Linked DNA regions of Mus musculus: region 1 is linked to region 2. Evidence: chromatin contacts called from public Hi-C data. All regions are on one chromosome and are shown on one strand. Each heading gives the region's core, a stretch centred on a gene start, on an enhancer-like site or on the middle of the called end of the contact. The rest is flanking DNA. Distances are from core to core; before and after follow the strand shown. Region 1 has its middle 85 kb from the start of D030045P18Rik. Region 2 overlaps Hace1 (HECT domain and ankyrin repeat containing, E3 ubiquitin protein ligase 1).

Region 1 (5,512 bases), core at 2,973-5,472, 200 kb after region 2:
AGTTTGGCTTTATCTGTTTTTTTAACTCGCTGCTCGGCTCTGCACAGCGTTATTATTAGCATTTACACAGGTACAAGCCTTTACGCGATCTGAAATATTTCAGTGATAGCTTTAGGGCATACATAAAATCCTGGAGCCCGCTGCCATGTTCATAATTAAATAACAATAATATTCTAGAAAATGGATCTTTATGGGTGGTTGAAGGCCACAATGAGTTACCTTTAAATCCTACCTATCAGAAGCACATTAGCTCATGGTTGATACCTCACTTTTGCGCTTCTATTGACATGCCACCCGTCATGTATCACTGCTGGCCATTGTCAAGATTCATTCAGAAGCGATTTGGGTGATAAGAAGAGGCTTTAAGCCACTCCTAATGCTATTTGAAATTACTTCTCTCACCGTCGTAGTGAGAGGCTGTCATGTCTATACTACCCACATTTTCTAGGTGAGTCTGAAATCCTCTGGAGAATTAAATTGTGCATTAACTTTCAATTGTCCCTCTAAATCTTCTAGACAACCTAATGCAGTCCATACCAATCGATCTCCTGTGGAGTGTGGAGCACCATGCTTGAGCTGAGGTTGGCAGAGTACAGATGCTGCAGGCCTTCATAACCTAGTGAAAAGATGGTTCTTTCTGATATGCCTCCTGGGTCACTTGCAGACGCTGGTCATTGAGTTAAACAGCGTTTTGTCACTGTAAAATGTACATAGAGTGTCTGTTTGGGGCACTTGGCTCACAGTTCGGGGGGCTTCTTAGCCCTAACTGAGCAGACGTATTACCTTGTGTTTGTTTGTTTGTTTGTTTGTTTGGAGACCGGGTTTCTCCCTGTAACAGTCCTGGCTGTCCTGGAACCCGCTTTGTAAAACAAGTTGTCCTTGAACTCACAGAGATCTACCTGCCCTTGCCTCCCAAGTGCTGGAATTAAAAGCATTCACCATCATGCCCAGCCCAGACTTTTATCACATGGTGGTAGGAGGTGGGCAGGACAGCATGGCTAGAATGTAAGGTGTAGCAGAATTGGCCATCTCAAGGCTGTGAGCTGAAAAGAGAGTTTCACCATCCTTGTCTAAAGGCACATTCTCAATGACATACCCCACCCTTATAAGCCCAATTTCTTAAAATTCCTCTCAATAGCAGTCTAGTGAGTCTTTGAAGAACATTCCAGGTTCAAACTGATTCTAGTCATCACTCATGCACCCCGCCCCCCATGACACAAAACCTTCAAGAGAATATTTATCATTGTTTTGAAGACAAATGTTTTCTAAGGAGAATATGTGCCTTGATTTGCTTTTGTTCATTATGGAATAATTAATGTTGAAATGTGTAGAGGACATATTTACTATGGAGGTTGTAATCAACCCTTTATTTGACAAGTGGACCCCAGCCACCTTGTTATTTTGACAGAAGCTTTGTTTTAGAAATCAGTTTCAGTATCTAGCATAGCACCTGCCTATTACCCCAGGAGACTGAGCCGGGAGAACTGCCAGTTGGAGGCCAGATTAAGATGTATAGGGACTGTAGGGGAAGTGGAGACTGAGATGAGGGGGAAGACAGAGATCAGGATGTAAAGTGAATAAGTAAATAGATTAATGGAAGAAAAAAAGATATATAGCATGTTCCCATGGGCAGCTATGTAGTGAGACCCTGTATCAGAAAAAAAAAAAACAAAAAAAACAAAAAACAAAAATAAAACAAAATAAGCAATCAGTTAGATGTCATTTTTCTTTTCTAAGATTGGTCAAGTATCTCTGAAGATAATTTCTCATTTTACAATCAAAATGCTTAGAAGATGTATAAAGTCCTTCAAACATGACAGATTAAAGGGAAATCTGCTCAACCTTATAACATTAGAAATGGGAAGGCAGGGGAATGGCTTATGCTGAGAACAGAGTGGGGGAGAGAGAGAGAGAGACCCTGAGAGCTGCCCGACTTTTTCTTCTTTCCTTCAACTTTTTGCTGTCTCTCTTAAAGGTAATGTTTAAATTCTAGTAAAATTCATTTAGGATTCATATAATTAAAACAACAACAGCAACCAAACAACACCAATCCTTGTTTGTCTTTTGAGATTGCTTACTAATTTGTATTCTGCATCCATCCAAAAGATGGTTGGGATGGAAGTGACCAAAACCTGGGTAAGACCAGCAGAATCTAATTCTATGATTTGGAAACACAGTGCTATGCCTGGAAATCGACCAGCTGGAACAATGCACATCACCACATCACACCCTGGCTCCTTCTCCTCCCCCTCCTCCTCCTCCTCCTGCTCCTCCTGCTCCTCCTCCTCCTGCTCCTCCTGCTCCTGCTCCTCCTCCTCCTCCTCCTCCTCCTCCTCCTTCTTCTTTTTTTGAGACAGGGTTTCTCTGTGTAGCCCTGGCTGTCCTGGAGCTCACTTTGTAGACCAGGCTGGCCTCGAACTTAGAAATCCACCTGCCTCTGCCTCCCGAGTGCTGGGATTAAAGGCGTGCGCCACCACGCCCAGCTTCCTGTCTCTTCTTAATGGGGATAAAATAAACCACAGACATCACAGAAAGAGAACACTGTGCATTTTCTACAAATTTGTGAAATGGGTTAAGGGATGACATTATTCAGTCAGGCTATTTGAGGGCACAGAGACAGCAGGATTGCTTTTTGCCTTGTTACCACAATGAAAGCTTCTGGGTTTCTCACTGCCTTTTTCAAGGCTGCAAGATGTGGTTAAGTCTGCACTCTGACTGCCCTGATTTGACTCCGGCCTCCACCATTTGGAACTAGCAGTCCTGGTGCGTTCCTCCACTCCCTGCCTTGGCTTCTTTGGCTGCAAGATGACCATAACAAAGGGGCCTTTATTCTGAAGCTGTTGTGAGCACATATTGAGTCAATACATACAAAAATGCTTACAATAGGTCTGTCTTTCTTTTGAGGTATCTTTCCTTAACATTTCTTAAGTAATAAAATAGTTCAAGAAAAAAAAATAAAACCTAAAGACCATGACAACCCCCATGATTAGAAACAGGTTTTCTGGCACATGAATGAGCCTTTCAATTTTCTTTATATATTAGAAATTCTTGATACTTTTATTATTATGGTGGAAGAAAAAGGAGAAGGAATGAGATGTAGAAACAGAACTGTCAGATGAAATGGAAATTTCAGGAGAAAGAAAACCACTATTGCTTGTCTTCATATAGTTGATTGTCGCCGAGCTTAATTACAAAATGTATTTTTGGCTCCCTCACCATTTCGTGATTTCATTAAAGAGACACATAGTCTTTGGTGCAACATGAAGGACCAAAGAGCCTATAAGAGTTCAGAAATCTAAATGTTTCTACAGGATGCACGTTGTTCTCATAAAAACCAATTATATCTGGAAGAGAAAGAAAACAGGTACTATTCTCTAACTTCTTAGGGCATATCTATTGGTGGCTTTGTGGCTGTTACTAAAAAGGTTTTGTATGGAGCTGATGATAGAAATTGCTGTAATTCCCTTGGCTTCATCTGAAGTTTTGTTAAGTCATTTGCCCCTGTAGTCTATAACCTGATGTGGTTGTGTCTACTCTCAGGCACGCATGAATGACTTCTGTTGAGATATTTGTGTGTGTGTGTGTGTGTGATAATGTGTGGATTTTTACATTTCAAGGACAGTAGTGAAGTTTCTAGAACTTTTCTCTTTGAAAATGTAGAGGGTAGAACTATCAGTAGCTACGGGTAGAACATAAAATTTGTAGGAGTAATTTTTATTGTAAATGAGAATATATTATGATAACAACTTTGCAAATGACACTGGTAAAGTCAACAATTGCTTTGGGTGTGTGAATGTAAGTGATGTTTCAAGAGAGAATAGACTTCTTTCACTTAATCTATTATCAATGACTTTTAAAGAGTTGTAGTCTTCAAGTCCGTTACTCTGGGAATTCCAAGGTCTGACTAATCTAAGGTTATTAGACAGTTTATGAAGTTTAGACTTTTACATTAGGCAGACCATAATCACTGAAGGGTTAAAGATGCGCTTAGGACAAGGAAGAGGGGCCTTTAGAGGCCATTTCCTCCACTCTCAGCATTCCTGCCTGGCAGGTTGAGTCACACCAGTCTTTATTAAATGATGCATAATTTGGTGATAAATTGGTTTAGCTCTGCCTGTTATAAGTCAGGCCTGAGGTTTCACAGGGGTCAGTGTAGAGGCACTGTAGCTGTTTCATGTCATTAGTGTTCAGCCTGCTGCCATGTGTAACTGCTCCAGCACATGTCTTTCATTAGTGGCCACAATGCATGCTTTGTGTGTGACCATCCTTAGATGGTAAAAGCTGATTTAGAGCATTCCCACCTTGCTTTTATGCCAATAGACTCCATCAGACCCACATGTGTGTACAACACAAGACTTCTGTCCTGGGGTCAGGCTTATTTCCCATTTGTATCATGTCCTGCCCTGCCTATCCAGGGTAGATGTTCTCTCTGAAGTTAATGGGTGCTGAGTGCTGGGTAGGACTCTTCCTCCTTACTGTACCTCAGAAAGTTCTTATATTCCCACTTCCTTTATAAAACTTTCTTTTGCTAAGTGGAAGACAGTGAGCTGAAACAAAACTCTGCCATGGACTTGTCCAAATGTTATTGTGTGCGCTGTGAGTCACCTCCATGTTAATCAGGTCCCAGAGGGCACATCTAGAAGCTAGCCCTGTTAAACTCATTTTGTGGTTTGACTACAGTAGCAAGGACACAGGCATTCTCTAACATGGGTTGAGATCACGTTTTCTGTCTTGGTCTCTGCACCTTATTCTTAGAAGTGTCTTTCACAGAGGATTAGATTTACTTGGAAACAAAGTAGTGTAAGTGCCTTTGGGAGGCTACTGGGAATACAGCTTTGAGTTTGGAGCCAGGAGGTCACATCTGGCCTCCATTATTCCTTTGATGTGAAATGTTCTCTGCTTTCACAGTTTAAAGGCACATATCATCATCCTCTCTCCCACTTGTTGGAGAGCTAAATGTATGTAAATGTGTCCGGTGGTGCTTAGCACACTGTTGGCACTCTTCACTCACTCACTCATTCATTCATTCATTCATTTTCATCTTATGTCTAGTATTCTAAGCATAGAGGATGAAATAGACAAACAGGAATTGTTCTAGTGGTATGAGAAAGATATAAACCCACTAAGTAAGAGTGTTATAGTGGAGGTCAGGCAAGCTAAGTGTAATGCAGGAAAGTTCAATTGAAAGTACAGTGATGCTTTGGTGTCTGAAGATAGTTCCTGACTATTGGGAGAATCCAGGAGAAAAAGGATACTGGCTTAGAACAAGGCAGTGGCATGCTAGTGATGCAAAGATACAGGATTCTGTGTACATTCCAAGTAAAAAGTAAGAAGACGACTATTCCAGAAAAAAATGGAATTGAAAGGCTCAGAGGTAGGTGAGCAAGTAAACTGTGTGCATATTTGTGAAGAGAGCATTCTAAAAATGAGAATCTGGATATATGCTTTTCCTGAGTGGTGGCACAACAGTAGATGAGGTACCAGGAGCCATGTCATGTAAGCATACTAGGTC
Region 2 (4,737 bases), core at 1,135-3,634:
GATGCTTTGTTCTGTTGATGGCCAGTGCTGTGCAACCGGCCCAAGGGGAGAATTTTACTTGCTTTTCTACTATTGGCTGCTGCCCTTAATGTGGCTTTTTTTTCCCCTAGCTGTTTAGAATGTCCTTTGATTTTCCAATACCTCCCTATACTCCAGCTTTCCCTAGCTTATTTTCTTGAGATTTTGGCTAAGTATACCTGAATGTTGCCATCTGTGTTGGATTTGGCAGGTTTATCTATTTTGAAAATAAATGTAAATAGAAAACAAAGTGTTTTGTGGTTATCATACATATTGCCGCACACAATTATAATTCACTGGCTAGTACTTTACTATGTCTCTTTCCTTTTGTCTTTTATACTCCTGAACCTTGACGGGGGTCTTTACAGTTCTGGGGTACTGAACTAGTTGTGCTGTAGTTTTTCCTCATCAAAATATGTGCGTATGTTTTATGTATGTGGAGTTATAGAACAGGGATATGCTACATCAAGAAAAAAACTTTTTACAATTTTGTTTATGTGAGGAGGAGAAAGCATATAGTTGCTCAAGATCTGGTATCAGTTACTATGGATAGAGAGCTAAAGCAGTGGCCAAGGTTATCCTAACATATATGTAAGCAGTGACACTTGGAAGGCTTAGATGTCCAAGTAGTTATCATCTCATTGTGTGCTGCATCTGTGATGCTGGAATACCAAAACACCAAGTCATATGGATTCTAGGCATTCTAATTTCTGTGACTCTGGTTCCATTAGTGTGGCCTCTATGTTTAGATTATGTGTGCATCTGCGTATATCTACACATTTGTAGTTTTTATTTGTGTTTAGAGGTAGAGTTCCATGCAGCCCAAGTCGGCTGAGCTCAGCCGTGCTGTGTAGCTGAGGGTGACTCTGAACTCCTTCCTTCTGTCACCTCCCAGAGCTGAGATTACAGGTATGGGCACTGTGCCCGATTGTTTGTTGTATCTTAAAAGTTTAGTTCTTTTAGTATATTAAGAATAAATTATTGTCTAGTTGTGGTAGTACATGCCTTTTAATACCATCCCTCAGGAAGCAGAGGCAGGCACGTCTCTGAGTTCAAGGCCAGTTAGGACTACACACAGTCAGACCCTCTCCCAATGTCAAGAAATAAATTATTGGAATTTAATAATATTTTTGCTATATGTACTTTTTATTTTGAATTTCCCTTTTGTTATTTGTCATCTTAATAACTTTTCGTTAGTTATTATAGGAATTTAAAGAAAAAAATCATTAAATGTTACGGCTCTAATGGTGGTGGTACCTGGGAGAATGGAGCCCATAAACGAGGTGGACTAAAGTTTCATGTAAAGTTCCATGTTTATTCAGAGCACCAGACAGTTTATACTCTGAGGGTTAAGGCATGAGTAAAGTGTACAACAGAAGGGCAAGTCACACATGGCAGACAAGCCTCATGTGACAAAAGGTTTTTCCATAGAGCTGTATAAACAAATAACAATATCCGGTTGTAATGAATAATCTGAAATAAACTCAACTCCTTTCCACTACACCTGGGAGGAGCATAAAAACACATTCCATGTAAACAATTTTTAAAACTCAGAACAGTTTTGTGTTTTACAGGAAACTGAGGTCACAAGACTCTTGCCTTGGTTTCTTGGGTTTTTCTCACAAGCACTCAGAAGTCTCCTTATACAACTCCTTTCTGGGTCATGTTCTGACAATAAAATAATAACCAGTGTTTATTAAGTATGTAAAACAAAAAACAACCCCCACAAAGAGGTTTGTGGGCACATGCTACCCTTAGTTTTTCCATGGAGGCAGAAGTAATCACATTTCTGTGAGTTCTAGGCCTGTAGTTCAAAAAACAACAACAACAACAAAAAAAAAAACCAAAAATCATTTTTCCTTTTTCCTTAAATTATAGAAAATATGATAATTATAAAATAGTTAATTTCTGAGAGTGCAGTTGCAATATTATTATTCCTAATTGTTAATTATGGAATAATACTAAAAGCTTATCTTCACTTTAATATTAAAAGCTTATCTTTAGTCTGAGAAGGGGATTAACCTGGTGAATTGTGAGAAACGTAAAATTCACCCAGGTGCTCTTTGGTAGATCTGTGTCAGAGTTCTGCAAGGGAGCAGTTTTCTCAGTTGGGTCCCGTAAGGAAGCCTTAACACAGGGACCATTAAAGCCGTGTTTATAAGGAATAAAGAAGAGCTGGCTAACGTGGGAAGCCTTTGTTGTGGCTACTGCTGAAAGAGACAGCTTGAAGAGATGTAGTGAAGGGTCCTGTGTGAGAGAGAAGTGTCAAGGAGACGCTCTGTGGACTCCGCACTACAGAACAACAGCGCAGAAACCTGAAGGGAGCAGAGCTGTGGGCCCTGCCTGTGCTTCTCAGTGGCTCAGATCTTATCTACAGTTAGTAAGCAAGAAAGCCAGTCTGCAGGGAGTGCAGAGTGTGCCAGGGGTGCTAGATAAGATCAGGAGTTGGCCAGTCATGAGGCTGGCAAGGACTGGGATATGCACACCAGCAGTTCTCAATTATATGATCTTGGGATGATCTCCTTCAAAACAGTCTTTGCTTATATGGGTTAGTATACCAATGTATATTTGCTGTACTTGAAATTAAATTAGAAGGGAAATGTGCTTTGTAAATTATGTTAATGTAAATGACATTTAGAAATAAAAGCTAATCTAAGAACAGAACAAAAATAATGAGAAAAATGACACAGTTTTTGCAGATTTGGGATGCCTGGCTATATATCTCATATCTAGATTCTCATATCTGCTTCTGTGTATGATCAGTTGTACTTCATTATTTGGCTGAAGTATATGAAGAAAATCCAATTTCATATGGAAAATATGGAAAAGGCCACTCGTACTGACCTAGTGAATAGACAGAGTGCTCAGACCTTACCTAGATTGCTTTTGCTAGAACATATGCTGCCCTAGTTAGGTATATATTAATAACAGTCGTTGTAAGTCATGGCCTTGAAGTATGTTCTCAGACCCTGTTAAAAGACATGCGTCATTCATACCCTCACCGCACTGTAGGGCTTCCATCTGTGAAACGTGGGCTGATTCAGGGACACAGACACGCCTTTCCTTCTCTCTTCCCTGGAAACCCCTGATGATGAACATTTTGGCTTTCCTGATGTAACTTTTAGATATATGTGATAGATTTCTGTGTTTGATGATCTTGGACAAAAGCTAGTCATGTATTTAGGAGTACTAACGATGTTGCTCAGTGGTTGTGTGCTTGCCTGGTTATATACAAGGCCCCTAGGATCCATGCCTTGCACTGCAGACAGAGTCACTAGAAAATAGTCTTGTTGGTGGTGGTTGTTGTTGTTGTTGTTGTTGTTATTATTATTATTGCCTTGGAGAAGATTGACTTCAAAAGATCTGAATTACTCCAAAATAGAATTCATATTTTTAAAATAAAGAAAAAAATGATTATTTCTTAATGAGCTTTTCATTTGCATAATATTCAGGCTTTTATGACATTTTCATGTTGAGAATATGACCTGGTGGGATTTAACACATTTATAGGGAATATTAAAATAAAAATAAACTGAGCCAGAGGGAATACTTACAGAATTGTGTACATAGAAACCTTTGCTGCGTATGGTTACCATCAATACAGACGCTGTCATTCTTTTTATGTTTTAGATCGCATCAAAGTGGATCCCCATCCCCTCATGCCATATTTGAAATGTCACTGTGGCAGGTTCCTCCTTATGTAGCACTTATTATTGATGATAATGTAGAAACTGTCACAGACGTAAACCAGGTTTATATGGGATTAGTTTCTAATTAAGGCAAATTTACTATTTAAATGTAATGGCTTTTTTTTCCCCCAAGGAAGATTAATGAAATATTTTTCTTCTTCCCCAAAGGAGCTACTGCTTTCTGGCATGCCGGAAATTGATGTAAATGATTGGATAAAAAATACAGAATACACAAGTGGCTATGAAAGAGAAGATCCAGTTATTCAGGTACAATCTCTCTGGAGCCTAGAATGAAGTTAAGTTTGCTATTTAATTTTGTAAGCTTTTCAGCTTTATTGGATGGAAGTCTACATCCATTAACAAAGTAAAGATTTTGCATAAATTCTTCTTTGGGGATATTGCATATGAAAGCCTTTTGTGAAATCATCTTTGATAAATGAGTTTCAGAGAATAAAATGTGCTTTATGAATATTGCATGGTCTGTGGTTCTTATAAGTCTATGATTTGCTCTGAAATGTGAGCTAAATTGTTGTTATTCTTGGTAGTGGTTCTGGGAAGTTGTGGAAGACATTACTCAAGAAGAAAGAGTTCTTCTCTTGCAGTTCGTTACTGGCAGGTAAGAAGAGCTTTTATGATAACATTGGAAGAATTTATTGTATTTCATTTCTAATGACCAAGACAGTAAATCACAGAGAAAAACAAACAAAATGAAGAGTCATTGTTCTGTCTATATTTTAGGTATTAAACAAATGATTATTTAGATGTTGATGACAAAATATTTATAGTAGTGTTAAATCTTAATATATTTTAGAACCTGAATTTTTAATATCTTTTTTTTTTGTTTGGTTTAACAGTAAAGCCACTCAGTTTTTATGGTTGGACACACGCTCTCTCTCTCTCTCTCTCTCTCTCTCTCTCTCTCTCTCTCTCACACACACACACACACACACACACACACACACACACACACGTGTGCGCACACATGGTCTTTGTCTATCACATAGTTTTAGTTTGGGTTTCTGTTTACAAT

Evidence for each region. Hi-C and Micro-C count contacts between places; a contact is called where the count stands out from the background.
Region 1: a contact with region 2 is called in a Hi-C map of the N1E-115 cell line, with 1.6 times the contacts expected there. The contact joins two enhancer-like sites. A contact is called at or near these places in 1 of 15 datasets of contacts at CTCF or cohesin (the NIH/3T3 cell line), 1 of 484 Hi-C or Micro-C datasets (the N1E-115 cell line) and 1 of 9 other capture datasets (embryonic tail).

What each region holds. Positions count from the first base shown.
Region 1 is chr10:45,889,874-45,895,385 of GRCm38.p6, forward strand. No RefSeq gene overlaps it. Among named protein-coding and RNA genes, the nearest start is that of D030045P18Rik, 85 kb to the left of the region's middle. Within about 2 kb of position 4,223, at least 32 of the 459 cell types and tissues checked have an H3K27ac peak or open chromatin away from gene starts, as enhancers often do. A contact at or near this core is called in the N1E-115 cell line, where this site is marked.
Region 2 is chr10:45,696,702-45,701,438 of GRCm38.p6, forward strand. Hace1 (HECT domain and ankyrin repeat containing, E3 ubiquitin protein ligase 1) reads left to right here. Exons shown (of 24, transcript NM_172473.3): 21 at 3,876-3,974; 22 at 4,253-4,323. Among named protein-coding and RNA genes, the nearest start is that of D030045P18Rik, 110 kb to the right of the region's middle. Within about 2 kb of position 2,385, at least 11 of the 459 cell types and tissues checked have an H3K27ac peak or open chromatin away from gene starts, as enhancers often do. A contact at or near this core is called in the N1E-115 cell line, where this site is marked.